Regions from separate parts of the Pan troglodytes genome. Here region 1 is linked to region 2. Evidence: chromatin contacts called from public capture Hi-C data. All regions are on one chromosome and are shown on one strand. The core of a region is the stretch at or near the end of the contact, and the rest is flanking DNA. Distances in the headings are between cores, read along the strand shown.

What was found. Capture Hi-C pulls out chosen DNA fragments and counts their contacts.
Region 1: a contact with region 2 is called in a capture Hi-C map of stem cell-derived neural stem cells, with 4 times the contacts expected there. The contact joins two enhancer-like sites. A contact is called at or near these places in 3 of 7 Hi-C or Micro-C datasets (induced pluripotent stem cells and stem cell-derived neural progenitor cells) and 1 of 1 other capture datasets (stem cell-derived neural stem cells).

The regions. Positions count from the first base shown.
Region 1 is chr9:133,434,020-133,437,772 of NHGRI_mPanTro3-v2.0_pri, forward strand. The region is part of intron 1 of NTM (neurotrimin); the gene reads left to right. Among named protein-coding and RNA genes, the nearest start is that of NTM, 130 kb to the left of the region's middle. Within about 2 kb of position 1,437, at least 15 of the 24 cell types and tissues checked have an H3K27ac peak or open chromatin away from gene starts, as enhancers often do. A contact at or near this core is called in stem cell-derived neural stem cells, where this site is marked.
Region 2 is chr9:132,997,733-133,001,547 of NHGRI_mPanTro3-v2.0_pri, forward strand. No RefSeq gene overlaps it. Among named protein-coding and RNA genes, the nearest start is that of SNX19, 150 kb to the left of the region's middle. Within about 2 kb of position 1,714, at least 2 of the 24 cell types and tissues checked have an H3K27ac peak or open chromatin away from gene starts, as enhancers often do. A contact at or near this core is called in stem cell-derived neural stem cells, where this site is marked.

The sequences.
Region 1 (3,753 bases), core at 187-2,686, 440 kb after region 2:
GATTCCCTCTGGCTGATGGAGATCAAATCCTCACTGGATTCTGTTCAGGAGACAAGGGGAGATAAGGAAGTACAGACAGAGGAAACAGACAACTTTCTCAGGGAGGTTTATGGGTCAGAGAGGAGAGGGACTGCAGTCAGGGTCAGGGAGGCCTTGGTTGTTGCCTCTTTGTTTCCAGATGAGAGGAAATAAAGACATTTGTGTGCAGAGTGTGCATGCCCACAGGAACTCTCCAGTAAGGGGAGCCATTGATGATGAGGGTACAAAGGAATGACAGCTGATGTCCTGTGCCTGGGGGAAGGTGTGGAGGACTATGCAATCCTGTGCACATGTAAGGGGCTGTCTGCAGGTAGACCAGCTTCACTCAGCAGAAATAAGAGGAGAGGTTAGAGCAGGAACATGCAGGGTAGATCTGGGGAGGATAAGGTTGAGTGTTGCAGTTTCCATCTGATTGTTTCTGGCTCCGCAGTAATGTAAGAAGTGAGGTCCTCACTGAGGAGGGTCAGAGACAGCAGAAGATGGAGGAAAGGAGAGCAGGTGCACCAGGAAAACGGACTGGGATCATTGGGTCGTGTCAAGTCCACTTCATATTTGAGGTTACAATTATTTTTTTTTTTTTTGAGACAAGGTCTTACTCTGTTGCTCAGGCTGGAGTGCAGTGGCACAGTCATGGCTCACTGCAGCCTTAACCTCCCAGACTCAAGCAATTTTCCCACCTCAGCCTCCCAAATAGCGGGGACCACAGGCACACGCCACTATCCCTGGCTAATTGTTTCTCTTTTTTTTGTAGAGAGAGTCTTACTGTGTTGCTCAGGCTGGGCTCAAGTGATCTTCCTTCCTTGGCCTCCTAAAGTGTTAGGACTAGAGGTGTGAGCCACCACGCCCCACTGAGGTTATACATTTTAACTTAAGCTAAGTGGCAGGGTTGTGCGTGTTTCTCTAATCCATTTGGCTGCTCTATTAGAGGTGAAGTTAACTGGGGTAGGAATTAACTCAGATGCCGTCACCAACCCCTACACTGACTACCTTTGTTAGGGTCGTTAGTGCTTTAAGGCCAGGCAGGTCAGAGCATGAAGTCTAAAGACATGGCCTTATAAGAATTGGATTCCAGAAAAGGTGCTGGTCCAGCTGTCTTTGACCCACACTTCTGAGGACTGCTCATCCAGGGCTACCTGGCCCCACCAGCTTCCTCCAGGCCCTTGCTTCTGGACACTGTGGCTTGTCCCTCCACATCCCCCTGCCAGCCCCCTTTGAGCCCCACCAGCCACCTCTGTCCTCACCCTTCCTATCTCTGTCTCGCACAGCGCATGCCTGAATTCAGCCTGTTTGGGTTGCCTGTTCCCACTCTGACTTGCGAATGCAGACCCCTTGGGCTCACGTTCCGGAGAAAACAAACACCTCTCCTCTGCTGGCATGGGGATACCCTCAAATTTGGTGGCTCTCGGCTGCCCCCACCTGCCATAAATCAGATAGGACCCCAGCTACCCAGCTCAGCCCTGGTAAACCCCTTGGGGCTTGGCAGGAATGGCTTTCCCGGATCGAATTTCTTGGCAGAGAATTGGAAGGGATTTAAAATAACTGAGCACACCATACCACCCGTTTCCAGCTCCAAATAGAATTTGGAGTCCATTTCACACAGCGCTGGGGTTCTCTCACCCACAGATGGTGTTACCAAAATTGTGTGTGCTGCTGCTCTGTTTGTCTCTAGGCTTGTCTACCTCGACCTGCACTGCTGGCCTTTCCAAACTCTTCCTGGCCTGCGTGCTCCATGGCCATCTGGGTGTCAGCGTGCCCTCACATGTCTGTCAGCTGCCAGACTCCCTGGATCTCTGTCTGTTGATTGATCTGTAAATTTCCCGCACTGTGCATCCATCAGCCGTCCACCCCCTCCACTCCTCCTGTATGCACATATGCCTGCCTGCACCCCGCTCCAGCCTGGAGGAAGCTTTCTCTCCTCTTTTGGCAATTGGCGGTCATGTCTCAGAATCCACAATCTGTTGATTCTTTTCAGAATCAACACACCCTCTCCTCTGCACTATCTGACCTGCCTGGACAACAGGCAGAGGCTGTTGACATGAGTTGAGGGTGCTGCTCTATACCGCTGTGGGGTATACTGCAGGGGAAAGAGGTATGGTCTCAGAGTCATGAAACCTACCTTCTACTTGACCATTGGGAAGTCACGAATCTCTCTGAGTCATTCTCCTCATCTAAGAAATAGGGGTAACATTACCTGTCCCACAGGAGTGGTTTGAGGATTTGATGATGTCTCTGTGAAGCTCAGCTCACAGCACAAAGTAGGGATTTGAAAATGCTCTTTAATCTGTGGTCTATGGTAACTATCAAATAAGTAATGCTAACAACGATCATTTATTGAATAATTATTCTTAGTGTGTTAAGGACTTTATATATTTCATTGTGCTTAATTTTTATAAGACTTAATGACTTTGATCATCAAAGTATGGTTCCCCAAACAGCAGCCTCAGCATTACCTGGGAATAGTTACAAATGCTGAATCTCAGTCTCCGTCACCAAGCCTTTTCCATCAGAATTGGCATTTTAACAAGATTTCCAAGATGTTGAAAGTGACATCCTGCGATTATTTACCCCCTTTTCACAGGTGAGGAAACTGAGACCTAAACTGGGTGCATAATTTGTCCTGGATCACACAGCAGGCAGCTGGCAAATCTAGGTTCTGAAACTGGCTTCCCAGATATCAGTCCTTCACCACCATGGCAGAGTGTGTTAATCAGTGTTCACACTCATGCACATGGTCACACCCACGGAAGGGACACGGTGGCCACTCAGCAGGTTCAGAGCCCATGATCCGAAATGCCCAGGGTGCAGAAGACTGAACCCAGTTGAGAACTATCTTCTCCTTCCCCAGAAGGAAGTGCAGCAGCAGGAACATGAGAATGCAGGCTTCTATTTAACTAGCTGTGTGATCCCGCACAAGTTACTTCACCTCTCTGGGCCTCTATTTCTTAGATTTACAAAGTGGGATGATTTGCCCAGATGTAACAATGTACCTCTGTTATTGCCCTTTTGTCTCGTTGGTGATTCTGTTTTGACACATAAGAAGCCTGTCGGTGTTTCTCTCTGATGTCAGTTATCACTCCGGGAATGGAGTTAGGATGAGGGGGAGAGAGAAGAGGATGTAAGAGGTTGTAAGGGAATGGTTGAATTAAAACTGGCTTTCCTTAAAATGACTCATTCTCAAGCATAGACAAATCAGGGAGGCCTGTGTCAATTACTCCTTGTGATTATTCCCGAGCCTATTTGTGGAACTCCAGGCCCTTTCCGTACCTCATTCCGAGGGCTTTTCTCGGGGGGTTTATGGACCAAGGACATCTGGTGCCTGAGGCTTTATGTCTGTTGGTGTGATCATCCAAACTGGGGAAGGGCCTATAACACTCCAAATGCTGGTGCCCGAATATCTTTAATTCCTTCTGAAGGGTCGGGGTTATTTCTCCATCGGGAGCGCTAATGGGATTCTAATACCCTGGCAAATGGGATTTTTTACAACTGCCATTCTGCAGTTACTGAGATGGCGTGTCGCTGGGGCAGCCCTATAAATCCTGTCAACTCACTCTGAGGAGGAGGCGGCCACAGGGAGAGGTGGCTGCTTCCAGTGCTGGCAGCCTGGGGGGCCCTCTGAGGGGTGTCCAGGTTCTAGTTCTCAGGATGAATTACTGTCTTTGCCAGGGAGAGATGGTAAATCATGGGAATGGGGCAGGGCACAGCCCCAGGGCCTCA
Region 2 (3,815 bases), core at 464-2,963:
GGCAGCTTCTGTACCTAACTCTCAGCATGCTGACCTGCTGCTTGCTACCTCTCCCTCCAGCAACAAAATGTACCAGGACAGGTGTGGTCACAGCATTTAGAAGGAAGTAGCTATTACATAAACGGCCACATCAACATATCTGCTGCTCCCAAGTCTGTATTTCCAACACAGACATTATACCCAAGCTTCAAACCCATATATACCATTGCTTACTGGACATCTTCACCTAATTGTACACAGGCAGTTCCAACTCAGTGTGTGCAAAACTGGACCCCAAGTCTTAGCCCCAAACTTGTTCTCCTGCTGTACCTCATCTCGTCCAGAGTAGAAACCGCAGATCCTCAAGTCCTCCCTCTCTCTCTCTCTCCATCTTTACCTTCATGTTTGATGGATTTCACTCCCTCCCAGCTCTCTTCCTGTCATGCTTTCTGTTTCCAGTGCTGCTGTTTAAACCAAACCCTCCCATTCCTGCCTATAGCGTGGCAAGGGGCTCCACTTATCTTCCTCTGTCCAGTCCTGAAACTCATATTCCATCCACACCATGGCCAAGCTCATCTAGCCAGTACACCATAGGCTCAAGTTCTTCACCTGTTTAAAGCTGTCAAAGACCCTCACAAGCCTTAGCAGACCTTTCCTGAGAGCACGCTGTCCCTGGCAGGACCCTCATCTCTGGAGGCTGCGCCCACCCCACCTGGTCGCTGCAGCTCCCTCAGGTCACGTTGCCATGTGGCTGCAGCCCCGGAAGGGACTTTCTCTCCCTCCTTGCCTGAATGGGCCCTGTTTACTTCACCCCTCAGCTTGAGCAGAGCCCTATCCCCACAGGTGCATGTTATCTCCTCCTTTGTGTCGCTGCAGTCCCAGAGCATGTTTCTGCCAGGACTGTTGTCACAAGTCCTTGCAATTGCCTCTGCTTGCTTGCCTTCCCCTAGAGACCATAAACTCCACGAGGCCCGCACTGTGCCATGTGACCCACAGGTATCTGCACAGAGTGCCTAGAACAGCACCTGCTAGTAGCTCCAGAAACACTTAGTGAATGAACAGAAGCCACTACTAGCATAGCACTGGAGCGGGGTGGTGCTCATCAATGGCCAGCTGGACTGACTGGTGTTTGCATGTTTAATTGTGTGTGTGTGTGTAAGAGAAAGAGAGAAAGAGAGAGAGGGGGAGGGAGGGAGAGAAAAACAGAGAGAACAGGACTATTTCTGGGGCTCACAGCAGGTCCTCACTTCTCTCCCTTTTAGTTAATTATTATCTAAATGAAGACCCGCAGGGCACATGGCATTTTGCTTGAAGCCTGAGGGAGGTTACCTACAAAGTGAAATATTCATAAAGTATACAGATGTCATACACTACAAATTCATGCCTGAAGGTGAGAAGAATATTTGAGAAAGAGACACCTGAGAAAGCAAAGGACTGCTAATGAGAGACCTGTGATCAGGAGCCCTGGATTCCAGACAGACCTTAACTAGTCACCCTCCTGGGACAAGGAGGGGCAGAGGAAACAGAGATGCCCCGGAAGGTCCCTTTGAGCTCTGAAGCTGTTGACGTTGAGACTGGAATGTGGGTGCAGTACTTTGCGAGTGTGGCAGATATGGGGAAGTGCTGCTCAAGGCCATGGAACTGGCTGCCCAGCTGAGGGGTGTCCCCTCAGCAGTCAGCCCCTTCAGGGTTTGTCTCAACTGCAGCTCACATCTGGTGACCGAGCTGGGTGGAGGTTCAGAGGTCCAGCCTCCTCAGCTTGACAGGAGACAATGCTGATGGGCAGTGGTCACTCCAGAGCCCCCGCTGGCTGGCTGAGGCTTATTCAGGTCAACTTCACAGTTGAGCTTCTCCCTCTTCACAATGATTTCTCTGCCCTTGTTTCTGGCAGCATTGGTCCCTGATTGTATATTATGTTATGCCCCACTCCATCTCAGCATCTGGTGTAGACAACTGAACCTCTGAAGGTGCTAACCTACGATAGTACTAAGATATGGCCTGAAATGCGGCTTTGTAGCTGGATCACTTTCTGATTGGCCAGAGGACTCCTTCATCAGACGTAGGTGAGCAATAGGAAGCTTCTAGCACAAAGTGGGGGTCCAGTACTTAAAACTCACTGGTGGTGTACTGGCACAAGGAAAGGCACTAATGGGCATGATATATCAGGCATTTGAAAAATATGGAGAAAATAGTATAAGGAAAACGAGGGTTATTGACGCACTACAGAGTGAAACTAACCAGTGGTGAGTAACAAGCAATTGAAAGTCTGGTGTGAAAGCCAGAGGGTGTCTTTGGTTGCAGTCAAAGAAACTCGAACACTCAGGTGGGCTGAGAAAGCTGCGCACTAAGCCTAGGACATATCAAGCAAAGTCACTGAGCTTCAGTTGCCTGGTTAACCACCCAACAAAGGTGGTTATGCAATAGACAAGGTCTTGATAGTAACACTTGGGATCCAGGCTGACTGGTCAGGGGCCTGAAGTGACAGAGATTGAAAGACTGGGGACTAGGAGGTCTAGGGTAGCGGCATGTGGATGGGCATGTTCAAGGCGCCATGTTGAAGATCTTCATGTCATTCCTTAATGACCACCAGATATCATCCTCCAGGGAAAGGACACTCAAAAACCGTCAAAACAAAAGAAGCCAGGGAGTTGACATTAGCCATTAGCGTCTGAATGACATGGCCATGGTGGCAGAGGTGGAGGTCCTGCCTGGGTCCAACAACATGGGCTCGCACTCACCAGGACTGATTCCTGCTACTGCTATGTTCAACCTGCCAGCAACAGAGACTAATGCGGAGACTCCAAAATGGCATGATACCTCAAGGAGACCAAATGGACACTTGAAGGCAAGTTGGCTACATTAGGCCCTTTCCTTCCTGACAGAGCCCAGGTTTTATTTCCAGAGAAGTAGACACACGTTTTAGACATGGGTTTGCCTTTCTGACTCTCAGGTCTCAGCCAGCAGTGCTATTACAGAGCATATGGAGGGTTTAATTTGCTAATTCTGAATCCCACATATCATTGTGCCAGAGCAGGGAGCCCAGTTTAAAGTAATGGAGGCATGGGAGTGGTGCCATGACCATGGGATCCATCAGACGCAGCTCATGCCACACTACCCAGGTTCTGCTGAACTCATAGAGCACTGGGGCTTGCTAACAGCGTCAATAGATTACGAGTTTGAGGGCAATATCATGCAAGGATGGGGTGCTGTCCTCAAAGATGCAGTACACTCACTGAACTGAAAACCTTTACATGGAATTTATCCTCAATAGAAGACAAACACATGAGTCCAGGAACCAAGGGGTCGAAGCAGGAATGATCCCACTAGGACATCCCTAATGGCCCTCTGGGGAATACTGCACAACTCTGGGCCCTGCAGAGTTAGAGCTCCTGGTCCCTCTAAAGGTTACACTCACCAGGGAACACAGCCAGATTTCCACTGAAGTATAAGCCATGGCTGTTGGCATTTTGGGAATGTTGTGTTTTTGGATCAATGGACAAGAAGAGGAGTCACAGCTTGGCATCATCAGGAGTGGGTAGAGCTGTCTAACCCAATGGGGCCAGGGAACAATGCCAGTGGGCGTTTCTTGGTACTGCCTTGTCTAACTGTGACTGTAAATGGACAGGCCCAGCACCCCAGCCCCAGGAATGACATGGTGAGCAGAGGCCCAGGCCCCTCCTCTTGGATTAGAGTCAGTTTGCTAGATAAGCCATTGTGGCCAGCAGAGAGGTGCTAGCTGAGGGTAAGGGTGACCTAGACGTGGTTGTGAAGGGTGGAGACGAACAGCATCAATTACAGCTCCAGGACTAACAGGCTGTGGCTTGTCCCAGCAGCTT